Regions from separate parts of the Zea mays genome. Here all the other regions are linked to region 1. Evidence: chromatin contacts called from public Hi-C data. All regions are on one chromosome and are shown on one strand. The core of a region is the stretch at or near the end of the contact, and the rest is flanking DNA. Distances in the headings are between cores, read along the strand shown. Region 1 holds the start of LOC100281427. Region 2 holds the start of LOC100274458 (ubiquitin-protein ligase). Region 3 holds the start of LOC100037822 (aluminum-induced transporter). Region 4 has its middle 54 kb from the start of LOC100274458.

Evidence for each region. Hi-C and Micro-C count contacts between places; a contact is called where the count stands out from the background.
Region 2: a Hi-C map of leaf shows a contact between it and region 1, with 6 times the contacts expected there. The contact joins the promoter of LOC100274458 here to the promoter of LOC100281427 in region 1. A contact is called at or near these places in 2 of 25 Hi-C or Micro-C datasets (leaf and tassel).
Region 3: a contact with region 1 is called in a Hi-C map of leaf mesophyll, with 2.4 times the contacts expected there. The contact joins the promoter of LOC100037822 here to the promoter of LOC100281427 in region 1. A contact is called at or near these places in 7 of 25 Hi-C or Micro-C datasets (bundle sheath, ear, endosperm and 4 more).
Region 4: a Hi-C map of leaf shows a contact between it and region 1, with 7 times the contacts expected there. The contact joins the enhancer-like site here to the promoter of LOC100281427 in region 1. A contact is called at or near these places in 3 of 25 Hi-C or Micro-C datasets (ear, leaf and tassel).

Annotation. Positions count from the first base shown.
Region 1 is chr2:56,902,411-56,905,883 of Zm-B73-REFERENCE-NAM-5.0, forward strand. It overlaps LOC100281427, which reads left to right and starts at 2,068. Exons shown (of 8, transcript NM_001368010.1): 1 at 2,068-2,351.
Region 2 is chr2:57,187,697-57,191,018 of Zm-B73-REFERENCE-NAM-5.0, forward strand. It overlaps LOC100274458 (ubiquitin-protein ligase), which reads left to right and starts at 1,976. Exons shown (of 1, transcript NM_001148817.1): 1 at 1,976-3,322. The coding sequence starts at 2,117.
Region 3 is chr2:57,358,845-57,362,208 of Zm-B73-REFERENCE-NAM-5.0, forward strand. LOC100037822 (aluminum-induced transporter) reads left to right here and starts at 1,542. Exons shown (of 6, transcript NM_001112522.2): 1 at 1,542-1,970; 2 at 2,249-2,389; 3 at 2,622-2,894; 4 at 2,997-3,109; 5 at 3,261-3,364. The coding sequence starts at 1,661.
Region 4 is chr2:57,241,865-57,245,268 of Zm-B73-REFERENCE-NAM-5.0, forward strand. No RefSeq gene overlaps it. Among protein-coding and RNA genes, the nearest start is that of LOC100274458, 54 kb to the left of the region's middle. Within about 2 kb of position 1,582, at least 16 of the 20 cell types and tissues checked have an H3K27ac peak or open chromatin away from gene starts, as enhancers often do. A contact at or near this core is called in ear, leaf and tassel, where this site is marked.

The sequences.
Region 1 (3,473 bases), core at 818-3,317:
TAATGTCAAAGGCGAGCGCTTAATGCACGAAAATCACCATATCTATATAACAAGTTAATTCGGTATTAACTACGTGAGAGAAATGCATCGTTTTCTTATATACAGTGGAGATCGCTGTAGGATTGTAATAGACGACGAGATCGATTGGACGGGCAGTCAAGTGATCGTTGCCTAAAATTTTAAACTTGCCCCAAACACACCCCGTGTGGGTTAGGACTGAGGACGAGCGATCTTAGAGATAGTGTTCCCTTCACGGCGCCGTAAAAGAAGCATGAGATCGGTCAACACTGAGAAAACAATTTTAAGTTTTAAAAGTTTTTATATATAAAAAAGATAAACTCCAACAAAGTCGTTGCCGACGAAGAATCGCCGGATCGGCGACATTGCAGTTGCATGTTGCCGAACTTTTCGGAGTTAATGCACAGATATCCATGCAAAAGGCGTCGAATCCTTCTACAGTAGTAGACTAGTAGTAGGCATTAACGAATCCATTCCCCCCCCCCCCCCCCCCCCCCCCCCACCCCCACCATCTCATATCTTCCTTTGCAACCCAACTCCTGGCAAGTTCACGGCCACATGTTCAGGCGTTGTTTACATGGTGTGGGGGCAGAAGAGACAAAGTACGCCTCTTTTTTTATATAAAAAATAAGAAGGAAGAACTACGAAGCGAGGCTTTGACTTTGCTTCTCATACGCATACTGCATACATAGGGCTTAAGCAATGCTATTCCTTCAGTTGGTTACAGTAACAAGAGCACTCCCGAATCCCGATACTGACGATCTGTCTATTCTGTTCGTTGGTTTGGTGTTCCAAGCCTTAGTTAAACGTGTACTACTATAAATTGGTACAGTAGGCGTCAGTAGCTAGGGTCATCTGCAGCGCAGGCCTTAACCTTTACCCCGAGTCCCCGACCGTGTCCGTGGCTGCGACGGCCGGGGCAGCAGACCCTGCCTCCTGAATCCGGACCAGCGACCGCCGGGCGCCGGCTGCCCGGCCGGCCGGCCGGCTGGCAGCCTGGCACCTGCTGCTCGCTTCTCCTGTCACAGCACCAATTGTTCAACTCAGGTGCGCAGCGCAATTGTTCCCCACTTGGCACTTGTTTTTGGTTTGCTGAATTATGTTCAGCCCATTTGGCAACATGTTACAAATACCGAAGCAGCAAACTAGAAGGCCAGCACCACCAAAGCCAGGGAACTTTTGGCTTGCTAATCAATCAATCAGAGTATGCTCGTAAACTGCTGGATCATACATACAGCAGTATCTCGGTTCATTGTTGGGCTTAATCTCTATATGTTAACATAAACAGCACCTGGAAGAGAAAAAAAAAGAATGCTACTAGTGCACACCATTCCGTTTCCCGTGTAAAGTGCTGCTAGCTAGTTAGTGTGCCCGTGGTAGCCTGGTAGGAAGAACAATCGGCAAAAGCGTGACCTTGCTTGCCCCGTGCTCGGATGCAAAAGTATGTATTCATTCATGTCCTTTGACAGCCTAAAAAGTGGGTTCGGTCATCAGGACTCGGCAGAGCTGGGAGACGACGACGGTGGGCGATTCGTGACTTGATTTAATCCAGGCCACTAGTTCCCTTCTTCCACCACCACATGCACCTGTGATGCGATGCAGTCTGGACTACTTGCACACGGGGATCACGCTTTATTTCGTCTGCAGGATGGATCAGTGCTTCGGATGCCTTGCGCTGTTTTTTTTTTGTATGGTGAGATGCCAACAAGTATGTAGTAACGTAAGGTTCCAGTAACTTTTCTGGCTCCTTTTTTATCTGAACCAGTGCCCTGCCCTAGCGAACGACATGTCGCTGCTGGTACGACCTCGTCGCCTTTCGTCAATTTTTTTTTTATCTGATGACGAAAGGACATGCTCTGATAGGGAGAAGAGTCGTAGCACAGGAATCCAGGGGCCGGCGAGCCGGCCCACCCTGGCCCGAGTCCGGCCCCGAGAAAGCGACGCCACGCGGCCAATTGGAAGACCGCGTCGGGGGTCAGCCCACGCCCGCCCAGCATAATAAGAGCGCCTGCCAATTGAGAGACGGAGACAAAACGCCCGCCTTGGAAACCAAGACCACCAGAGACGACGGACGGACGGACGGAGACCGGAGCAAACGAGGCGGCCGGGGTCCGGAGCAGAGGACGCGTCCAATACTACAACAGGAGCGCCCGATCCTTCCCATCCCCCAAGCTCGCCCGCCTCCGATTCCCGCTGTCCTGTCCCCTCCAAACACCCTCCCGCCGAAGGCCTCCGATCCAGGCCGCAACCGGGATGGCGCGTGCCGGCGGGAGGAGGTCGGCGGCGGCGCCGGCGGCTTCGGGAGAGCCCTCCGTCGAGTGCTCTCGCGGCGGGTGAGTGCCGTGCCTCTGAATTCTCGGTGCTCTCTCTTCCGTTTTAGGCGCCGCGATCCGCTTTGGCTTCTCCGCTCCGCCCGTCTGGTTTTTTTGTTTTTTTTTGTTTTTGTTTTTTTACCTACCATCTCGATCGGTTTGGTTGCGCGCGTGAGTGATTGGAACGGTTCGAGCTGCTCCGAAAGAGCACCGTCGCGGCGCGTCGCCCACATTTGATTCACATCAAATACAGAGTGGTGAGTACTACCCAATACCATGCAAAAATAAGCCCCGGATACCAGCGCTGGATTTTAGGGGAAAAAGTCGCCCTGACCCCTGACTCCGCGCGCCTCCGTTTTCGCTTTCGAATTTCTGTCGGGTCGGGTCGGGTCGGGTCGGGAATGGACCTAGAGCGGCGTCGCCCTTTCGAACGGAAGCCGTAGCCACATTTATTATTAACACATCCTCCTCCGGTTGGGACTGGGAGGACCGGAGGCCGAATTGTATTGGCGCGGTGACCCGCAGAGCACATGCAACCGAACCAAGCGCTTCGCCTTCTGTTCATATTCTGTCAAACAATCCAACGCTACCAGTAGTCAATTATTTCGGTTCACGGAAGGGTATCTAAACTTGTGTTGTTGTTGTTGTTGTTTTTTTGAGACTTCGACTCTGCATTTCTGCATATATGTAGGAATTAGGTTCTGCCGTAATTTTGTTTCTCTCTCCACCGGAGCAGTTCCTCTGGACTGAAAGGCCGCAACTTTAGTGGCCATGTAGTACTACTACGCGGGAAGAGCGAGCGAGCGGAGTTTAAGTTTACTACGCCCCTACGCCTGCCGGCCGGGCCGCGTAGAGCCGCAGACGCGTAGAGCCGCCGGCAGGCCCCCCTGCTCCCCCCCCTCCCCGCTTTCCCATCCACGGTACGCTACGGCACAGTGCGCGGGGCGCGGCAGAGGCTGTTTTTTTTTTATTACGGGACACTACCCTAGTCGAGAGAATCCTTTTTTTTTTACTTCCGAGCGTCTTCATTGTCGCTAGCCTTTCCGCGCTGTTTTTCGCTGCTGCTCCTCCAGTTTCTCGGGATCCGTGTGGGTTGTTGTTGCTCCGTCCGTCCGGTGGGATTCCCTATGTGCGGCGGCTTCA
Region 2 (3,322 bases), core at 726-3,225, 290 kb after region 1:
TGATTCATATGTATCATTATCCTAAAAACCATGTAGTGCACTAGCAAGTCTACCTAATAATAAGTAACATAGGTGTAAACAAGGTATAGGGGGACAAATCTAGGTATGACCTATTAGGTCCCATCAGGTTAACCTAACTATACAATGCATAGGTGAGAACATAATAGTAGATGTTATATAGGCCAAGCAACGTGATCAAGGACACACTTTTCTCACTTAGAACGTGATCAAGGACACACTTTTCTCACTTAGCAAATTCCTATTGCTTAGATGCTTTTGCAGGTTGAGCTTTAGATCCCTGTATCGAGGATTTTTCCTATAAATTCACATACCGGGTTATAACTTCAATATTGTGCGTTAAATTAGAGATACACACAAGCCACACATTGACATGCATGGTGGGCATAGAGCTATTTCGCATGATTAAACTAGAATGTATTACAACATTGATAGGAGCTCTTACATGTCTGAAGATTGGGATGATCCACCTCATCAAGACAGGACGTGGGGAGAACCACACCATGGTAAGAGGTATGAGAAACATTAATACATGAGAGCAGAGTGATGTGGCTACATGGAAGCACTCCCCATAAGAAACACTATGCAAATCCTTTGGTATGACCTAGGCAGTTGCCCCTATGGCGTTGCACAGTGTCAATTTCTATTAATAAAAAGACTAAAACAAGGTTATCATTTAGGCCATGTTGAGTTATTTCTGTGTTTCATGGATTGCAAGGGATTGGAAATAAAATATGAAGAATTTTGACTTGCTATGGATTGAAACCCACTCAATCCCCTCTAATCAATATAGATTTTAATGAAACCTAACAAGCCCTTAATGAAGTTTGAAACCATGCATGTTAGGATTACTCTAGACCAGTGTTTTAAATAGCGGGAAAATGAATTTATCCCCAAACTTTCAAAAAATGCAAATATTGTGATATATCGCGATATAGCTAGATATATCGGGCTAAACAACGTAACTTTTCGCTGATAAAAAGGATATATCGGGATATATCGACCGCTATAGCTGGCTATTTAAAATCTTGCTTTAGACCTCCGAAGCAGTAAGCCACAAGGGCATTATAATCATATTCTTCCGAAGGTCCAAAATTTAAATAATTTGTTGAGCGGGTCCCTCATAGCCCATATCTTCTTCCCTTCATTCGAAAGATGCAATCAGAGCATATAATACGCACATGAAATTGCATATATACAGCCCCAACCGAGAACTGCAGCGGGCATTAATTCGGTTGACGTTATCCTACTAGCAGTGAAATTAATTGAAGATTGAAACTTGAAAATTTCCGAGCTGATCAGCAGCTGACGCGAGACATTGTCAAAGGCAGCGAGTCGAACGAAGGAAGAGTCGACGGGGTAGGCTCTAGGATAATAAACAAAACTAATTTAAGGGTCTGCTTAGATCCCTCTACTTTTAAATGAAGTCAGATTCTTCAACACCGTGGAATTGTAACATCCTACTATCAGTTTTCTCTGAGAATTCAGAATTTAGAAACTAACCAAAACTGATGCAAAAGCAGTGCCTAAATCCATGCAGGAGCAAGGTCAAAGGCGCGGAACATTTCGTGGTCCGTGCTCGTGCCTCGCGGTGGCCGCCCCGCGCCGTCCGGCAACCATGTACGACCCGGTGGACCTTCGCTTCCGATCCCGCGCGACCAACGGTGATCTCGCTATTAATTTCGCAGCGCGGGCGCGGGCGCGGCCGCCATATTTATTTTCTCTTCCACTTCCACACCAACCAGAGCTCTGGATCAACCACCACCTGCGTCAAACCACGCTCCTTGCATTGCTCACCCTTCGTAAACAGTGCTGGTAGAAAAGAATCCACCGAACCAAGACCGGCGGCACCCACTTGTCCGTGAACCTCGCGGCTCGTCTCTCTTCTTCTCCTATCTTCTTCCTCTCCTGTATAAAAGCTTATTCGCCCCCCGTCCCATTCTGCTCCAGAACCTTTCCCGTTTTGACCACAGACTCTTTCTCTCTCCACTTTCTAGCCTTGTAGCTAGCTAGCTAGCTTCATGCGTAGATAGGTGCGCAGCAGGTAAACGACGCGCAAGGTGTGCTGCGTGCTGCGCAGGCAGGATCAATAGAATCCATGGAGCGGGCGCGGGCGCGGGCGCCGGCTCTGGCTCTGGCGCCGGTGGAGGTTCCCAAGTTCTTCGTGTGCCCGATCTCGCTGGAGGTCATGCGGGACCCGGTCACGCTGTCGTCGGGGATCACCTACGACCGCGACAGCATCGAGCGCTGGCTGTTCACCGACGGGCACGGCGACTGCCCCGTCACCAAGCTGCCGCTGGGCGCCGACGACCTCGAGCCCACGCCCAACCACACGCTCCGGCGGCTCATCCAGTCCTGGTGCGCCGCGCACGCCGTCGAGCGGTTCCCCACCCCGCGCCCACCGGTCGACGCCGACCGCGTCGCCGCGATCGTGGGCTGCGCCAAGAAGGGTGGCCAGCAGGAAGTGCTGGCCGCGCTCAGGGAGCTCGCGGACATCATCGGGGAGAGCGACCGCAACCGGCGCTGCGTCGAGGGCGTGCCAGAAGCCGTGGAGTTCCTCGTGTCCGTCGTCAAGAAACACGCCGCAGGCACGTCGTCGTCCAAGCCTCTCGGCGGATGCAGATCCCAAGAGGAGCCGATGTGCGGCGTGCCGGACTCCCCTAAGGCGTGCTCGCCGGAGGAGGCGGCTCTGAGCATCTTGCATTCTCTCAAGCTCTCCGAGGCGAGCCTGAAGAGAGCCTTGGAGAGCAGCGACGGTTTCGTGGACACCTTAGCGTCCGTGCTGCGCTGGCCGCCGAACTACCGGGCGCGCACGTACGCGATGCACCTGCTGAAGGCGGCGCTGTCGGCGATGCAGCCCTCGCAGCTGAGCTCGGCGAGCACGGATCTGGTCGAGGGCGTCGTGAGGGTGGTGGCAGACCGGACGTTGTCGCCCAAGGCGATCAAGGTGGCGCTTCACGTGCTCTGCCGGCTTTGCCCGTGGGGCCGCAACCGCGTCAAGGCAGTCGAGGCCGGCGCCGTGGCGGCGGTGGTGGAGCTGCTCCTCAACGTGGGGTGCGGGTGCGGTGGCAGCAACGGCAAGCGGGCGGTGGAGCTCGCGGTGGTTGCCATCGATCATCTGTGCGGCTGCGCAGAAGGGCGGTTGGAGCTCGTGGCCCACCCGGCAGGGCTGGCTGTTGTTGCGCGAGCCGCGACGCGGCTGTCCCCCACCGCCACCGAGAGCGCGGTGCGCGCGCTGCACGCGGTGGCCAGGCACTCCGCGACCCCCGCGGTGCTGCAGGAGATGCTTGCCGTCGGAGTAGTA
Region 3 (3,364 bases), core at 292-2,791, 460 kb after region 1:
AGGAAGCAAATCCGAATATAGTGTGACATTAAAACGAATATTCATATGGGATCTTTGGGAGTCTTTTTTAACATCGGGATCCATATATCCCTAGTGCAAATGCATTGAACAAGGCTCATAAATTTGGCGTCCCGGCAGAATAGAAGTGCATGCTTGAACTAATGTTTTAACGAGATTGTTTTTTAGGGCTAGTTTAGAAACTTAAATCCTCTCTAGGAAGTTATCGGAAATCTTAAAGAGGAATTAATAATATATTTGGTTTGATATCAAAGTAGGATGAGACGGGAGGCGACATCGTCCCCTCGATTTTTTAAAAGCACGCTGTCACAAAAAAATTGTTCGGTGTTTACCTCGACCCTGCGTGACTCTCATCCAAACATTATATAAACTGCAGCCGTCCCGTTTTATCACTCCTTATGCATGCAACCAAACACACCCTAAATTTCTAAACCAGCCTTTAATAGGATTATAGTAAATTTCTAAACCAGCCTTTAATAGGATTATAGTATATCAATGTGATAAGCTACATTTGAGGTGTACCTAAAATCAAGCAAAAAGAGGTAGATTGATAAGTCATGTGGCGTCTCGATTGCTAGCCGTAGCCTAGTTGCGTAGTAGCAGGGGGGCGGCATGCATGCGTACAGCAAAAACCATGACCTCACCTTTTTCCTTTCGGCGTGGTTCTTTTTAATAAAAAATGGTGCGCAGAATGGCTTCTAGTACATGCCAGTGCCACAGGTGCTAAAGGAGGTGTTTTTTAAAATCAAAGAAATCCTTTGGGCGCCGCTCATCGCATTTATAATCTATATATATTGAGAAGTCAGAGGGTGGGGATCTGTTTCAGAGACGTCGTACCACTACTCCGTACAGATCATAGATGAGTCATCGATCGTATATAGGTGCAGTCATGCCGTGCGTTTGTGCGGCGGCCGCTGAAAGGCAACAAGACCAAGATGCGTTCTACCTCGTCCGACCGACCAGCAGCTGCAGACATGTGTACACAGGTCAAAAGAGATCGATCTGTGTTGTTCTTCGCCTGCATGCATATGCACAATCTCACCGTACGTACGTGTTGCGGCCTTGCATGCCCTGCCACTGCACAAGGACAAGGACAATCGTCCTCGTCGACAGGAGACGCCACAGACCTGAATCAGAAGACAGGTCGCAGCCAGCTCAAACGACCCGGCATGCGTGCATGCCTAGGCATGGCTGCCTTCGAGTTTGCGCAGTTGGGCACATGAACAGGGCAAGAGCAACCACCCACGCGGCGTGGTGGCGAGAAACAAGCAAGGCAGCAGCAGCAAGCGGAACTGCGACACGAAAGAGAGCTCTAGGCTCTCGCACCGACCGATCGACGTCGTCGCGAGCCAAGATTCCGCACAAAAAGGCCGGCGGCCACGGCACACGCACACGCTTTTGGCTGCCGTGTTGCGGTGCCCCGTTATCCCGAAGCCGCTGCCGGCCGGTTGATCTCCTCCTCCCCTCCGCAGCTCCGCTTATATAAGCCCTCCGTGCCCGCGCCTCAATGGAGACATGCACCACGCACGCGCGGCACCACATCTAGTAGAGCCTGCCTACCGCCCCACTGTCGTCGTCATTAATTCACCAGGCTAGAGCTAGCTAGCTGGCTCTACCGCCGTTCCCCGATCGAGCGTCCGTCATGGAGATTGATGAGATGGAGAGCGGTGTCGTCAATGGAAGCGGCGGCGGCGGGTCGTTCCGGCGGGCGAGGTGCTGGGAGCTGCTGTGCTCGGCGGCGGGCATGCTCTGGGGCAAGGTCGTCGGGTTCGCCCGCAAGCTGGGCAGGATCGCGAGGGACGACCCCCGGCGGGTGGCGCACTCCATCAAGGTCGGCCTGGCGCTCACGCTCGTGTCCGTGCTCTACTACGTCAGGCCGCTCTTCAACAACTGGGGGGTGTCCACCATGTGGGCCGTGCTCACCGTCGTCGTCGTCATGGAGTACACCGTCGGTACGTACGTACGTACGTCGTGGTACGGATCGTTCCGTCGCACGTATATACACACAAGCAGCTAACTAGCCGATCGATCGTGAGCAGGTCGTTGTAGATATATTAGTGTATATATACATGCTGTGTACGTATATACGCACACGTATATAGTAGCTGTGTTGCGTTACAAGCAGCCATTATTCACAGTTTCACACAGTAGAACTGTAGAAACAATAAATATATGGTGACGAGTTCTTGGTGCGCGCGGGGTGTGTTCATGTCATGTATGTGTGTGGCAGGTGGCACGCTGAGCAAAGGCCTGAACAGAGCGTGCGGGACGCTGGCCGCCGGCTTCATCGCCGTCGGGGCTCACAAGGTGGCCTACCTGTGCGGCGACAAGGCCGAGCCCGTGCTGCTCGCCGTCTTCGTCTTCTTGCTCTGTACGTACACGATTAATTTATTAATTTGCGTCGGCCATGCACGTTTATTACCCTCCCGTGCCTGTAGACCATTTTTACCACGCACGTACGCATGTTCGCCATGCGCGAAGCTAAGCAAGAGCGGTTGGCCAGCCGTGCACGTACGTACGTACGGTGGCCGCCGTTGCTTTCTTGACACACGAGTCGTCGACAGTCGTCGTCAGTCGTCACCATGCACTATGTATTATTGCAGCGTCGGCGGCGACGTTCTCGCGGTTCATCCCGGAGGTGAAGGCGCGGTACGACTACGGCGTGACCATCTTCATCCTCACCTTCAGCCTGGTGGCCGTGTCCAGCTACCGCGTCGACGAGCTCATCCGCCTCGCCCACCAGCGCTTCTCCACCATCGTCGTCGGCGTCGGCACATGCCTCTGCACCACCGTCTTCGTCTTCCCGGTCTGGGCCGGGGAGGACCTCCACAGGCTCGCCATCGGAAACCTCAACAAGCTGGCCGAGTTCTTTGAAGGTACCTAGCTACCATGCACTCGATCGAACAAGTTTCATACGTATATACTAGAGTTTAATTTGGGACTAAAAGCTCTCCTTACATGTTTACGTACGTGCGCAGGACTCGAGTCTGAATGCTTCAGAGAGAACGCCACGTTCGAGAATTTGGAAGCAAAACCCTTCCTCCAAGTGTACAAGAGCGTCCTCAATTCCAAGGCCACCGAAGACTCTTTGGTAATTAATAAGCTCACCTCACTTTAATTTGCAAACCATGCACATATGTGTGCAAATTTATGCAGAGCTAGCGCCAAATGAATTATGTACAAAAAGTTATACTACAACAATACGATCCAATAATTAATGGTATGTGTTCCCGAAACCGCAGTGCAATTTTGCCAAGTGGGAGCCCTGCCATGGCAAGTTCAAGTTCCGGCACCCATGGAGCCAGTACCAGAAGCTCGGCGCTCTCTCTCGCCAGTGCGCTTCCTC
Region 4 (3,404 bases), core at 332-2,831, 340 kb after region 1:
TTAAAAATATTAATAATTATATCACTAAACGTTTTAAAATTATTTATAGATTTAGGAAATCGAAAATAACACATCTCGACGCCATATTGAGTATCAAACCTAGAAAATGTCCTAGATGATGTAGGGCACATTGCTACATAGGCACCGAGCTCCGGCGTATAACATCTCAATTCTCAACGCCGCATAACACAGAGTATCAAATCTGGATTTGTGTCCTAGATGATGTGACGCACATGCTACTACTTAGCAGTCGTCGAGTTCTAGCGTATAACAGGTGACGGACAGACATGACATTTATGCCTTTTCTACGGTCTGTTTAGTTCGTTGTTTAATTTACTATAATTTATTTAAAATTAGTTTTTCAATTCAAATGATTAACATTAAGTAAAGTGTGGTGTAATTAGCCACGAACTAAACAGACCACGCTACTCGGTGTATAGCGATGATCACGAAGGTGTACAGTAGCGAATAAGTAGAGAATCTATGATTTAAAGTTAGGGTAATCCAATTTTATAAAATCAATAAATAAAAAAGTTTGCATTTATACAACGTATGAGAATCAAAAGAGACAAATTAGTCAAAACTATATATATAATTTAGCACGATCAAAATCAGAGGGTGGGCGAGGCCCACCCTGTCCACCCAATGGAGGTGTGCAACCAGGGATGATAATGGATCGGGTTCGGGTTGGATGGAGCAAAAATCCACCCGCGACCGCACCCGTGAAGACTACCGAAACCTGTCCATGATCGCACCTGTGGGTGCAATTCCAAACCCGCACTCGAACCTATCGGGTTTCGGGTGGATTTCGGGTCACCCGCGGGTGCAATACCAAAACCGCACCCGAATCCACCCATCGGGATTCGGGTGGGTTTTAGGTCGCTCGCGGTTTTTACTGAGTGTACACTTTTAAATAATAATTTGACAATAGGCACTTAAGTAGCAACAATAGTTAAGTTATATGTACAAATTTAAGCCTTTTTACGTTGTGCAGCCACAAAACATTTCTTGAATCATTAGCCAAGTTACTTTTTCAAAATAATTACTATTGTATCTTAATTATTTTTGCACAAAATAAAGAATGAAACAAATTTCGGGCCGGGAATGGGTCACCCGCGAGTTGAAATAGAAACCCGCACCCACACCCGCGAAACTTCGGGTCAGGTGCGACCGTGCGAGTTACACCCGTGGGTCAAAATCTTCACCCATACCCGCACCCGTTGGGTCGGGTACCCGTAGGGGGTGATAATGGACTCTAAATTTTACATTATAAGATTTAAGAATCGAATCAGATTATGATCGAACTCTATTTCTATTCCATTTTGAACTAAATTTTATTTTGAATCCTATCATTATGTGAAGTATTTGGATCACGATTTATTACCATCCCTAGATACCCATCGGATTTGGGGTTCGCGGCTTAAAATATGGGCAACGGCATCGCGGTCGGCTGCCTGCTGCTGTTTGAGCGAGGGCTTCGGCCCGAGCTCGCCATAGCGGCGGGAGGCTGGAGATGCATGTGGAGGAACTCTAATAGTTGGGCTGATATTCAGTAGCGGCGGCATCCACCTGGGCTGGATTGGCAGTACACGGCACGCCCAGGTTTCGATAGCTGGTCTGCCCTGCTTGCCATATCAACGGACGGACCAGGGCTTGCTACTATGGGCCAAATTGGTGTCTTTTAGATCCGGTAACAACAATTAACTTTTGTTATACATTCACAGAAATTTAATTTTGCCTCAGAATTTCTAGATTTGAATTCGTGCAGTATATCAGAACCTACGACTAATTATTAGACTTTTAGGCTGATGTTTTTATGCATTTGTACATATCTGTTTTCTGTCAACAATTGTACTATACATTTGTGTGTTAGGTATGTTTGTGCTTCATACCCCTTATTTACACAATATATATATATATATATATATATATATATATATATATATATATATATATATATATATATATATATATATATATATATATATATATATATATACACGGCGGCACTAAAATGCACCTGGGTGCATTCTCTATATTGAATGCACCCACCTGCAATAACACCTCGAGCACGTCTCGACCTCCTGTATGCGCGCCTTCTTGCCCCCCGCCGCCGCGCGCCTCCCTGTTCCCGCGCCACCCTCTCCCCCACCGCCGCCGAGTGCCACCCTCTCTCCCACCGCCGCCGAGCGCCACCCTCTTCCCCACCGCCGCCGAGCGCCTCCCTGTCCCCGCGCCGTCGCGTGCCTCCCTGTCCCCGCGCCGCCGCGCGCCTCTCTGTCAGCGCGCCTCCATGTCCCTCGCATTAGGTGTGATTGCAACTGCTGTATAATTCTACCCAAATATCTGTTAAAAATGTAAACACAATGATTGCAACTGCTGGTGTATTGTAATTGCAACTGCTGGTGTGGTGTGGATGCAACTGCTGAGTTGCTCTGATGTGATTGCAAGTACTGAATAACTCTGGAAATTTTGTTAAAAAAATATGATTGCAACTGCTGGTCTGGTGTAATTGCAACTGCTGGTCTGGTGTGATTGCAACTTCTATATAACTATGTCCAAAAATTTGTTAAACAAACAATGATTGCAACTGCTGTCTGGTGTAATTGCAACTGTTGGTCTGGTGTGATTGCAACTTCTTTATAACTATGTTCAAAAATTTGTTAAACAAACAATGATTGCAACTGTTGTCTGGTGTAATTGCAACTGCTGGTCTGGTGTGATTGCAACTTCTATATAACTATGTCCAAAAATCTGTTAAACAAACAATGATTGCAACTATTGTCTGGTGTGATTGCAACTGCTTTCTAGTGTAATTGCAACTGCTGGTCTGGTGTGATTCCAACTTCTATATAACTATGTCCAAAAATCTGTTAAACAAAACAATGATTGCAACTACTGTCTGTTGTAATTGCAACTGCTGGTCTGATGTGATTGCAACTTATGTGAAGAGGTTGAGTCGTTCGTGGAGAAAGAGGGGCGTGGGCGGGAAAGTGAAAAGGTTCTGTCGGGAGCGGGCGGGAGCGACAAAGACGTGCAGGAGGGACGAAGACGGACGAAGACGACCTGGGTGGGACGGTTGGCTCGGACCTGGCGCGTAGGTTCGGCCTGGGTGCATTCTCTATATTGAATGCACCCAGGTGTAATATATAAAAACAGTATATATATATATATATATATATATATATATATATATATATATATATATATATATATATATATATATATATATATATATATATATATATATATATAGGGTAGGTATAACGGGAGCCGTGGGCTTCGGATATTAAAGGAAGCCCAGGTCGGTTCCCGAGGTCTGGTCGCTGGGACAGGCGCGCCTGTGTTTAACGTGGGGCTGAGAGGCGGCATGCAGGACAGACGGCGCCGTGACGCGGTTTTTT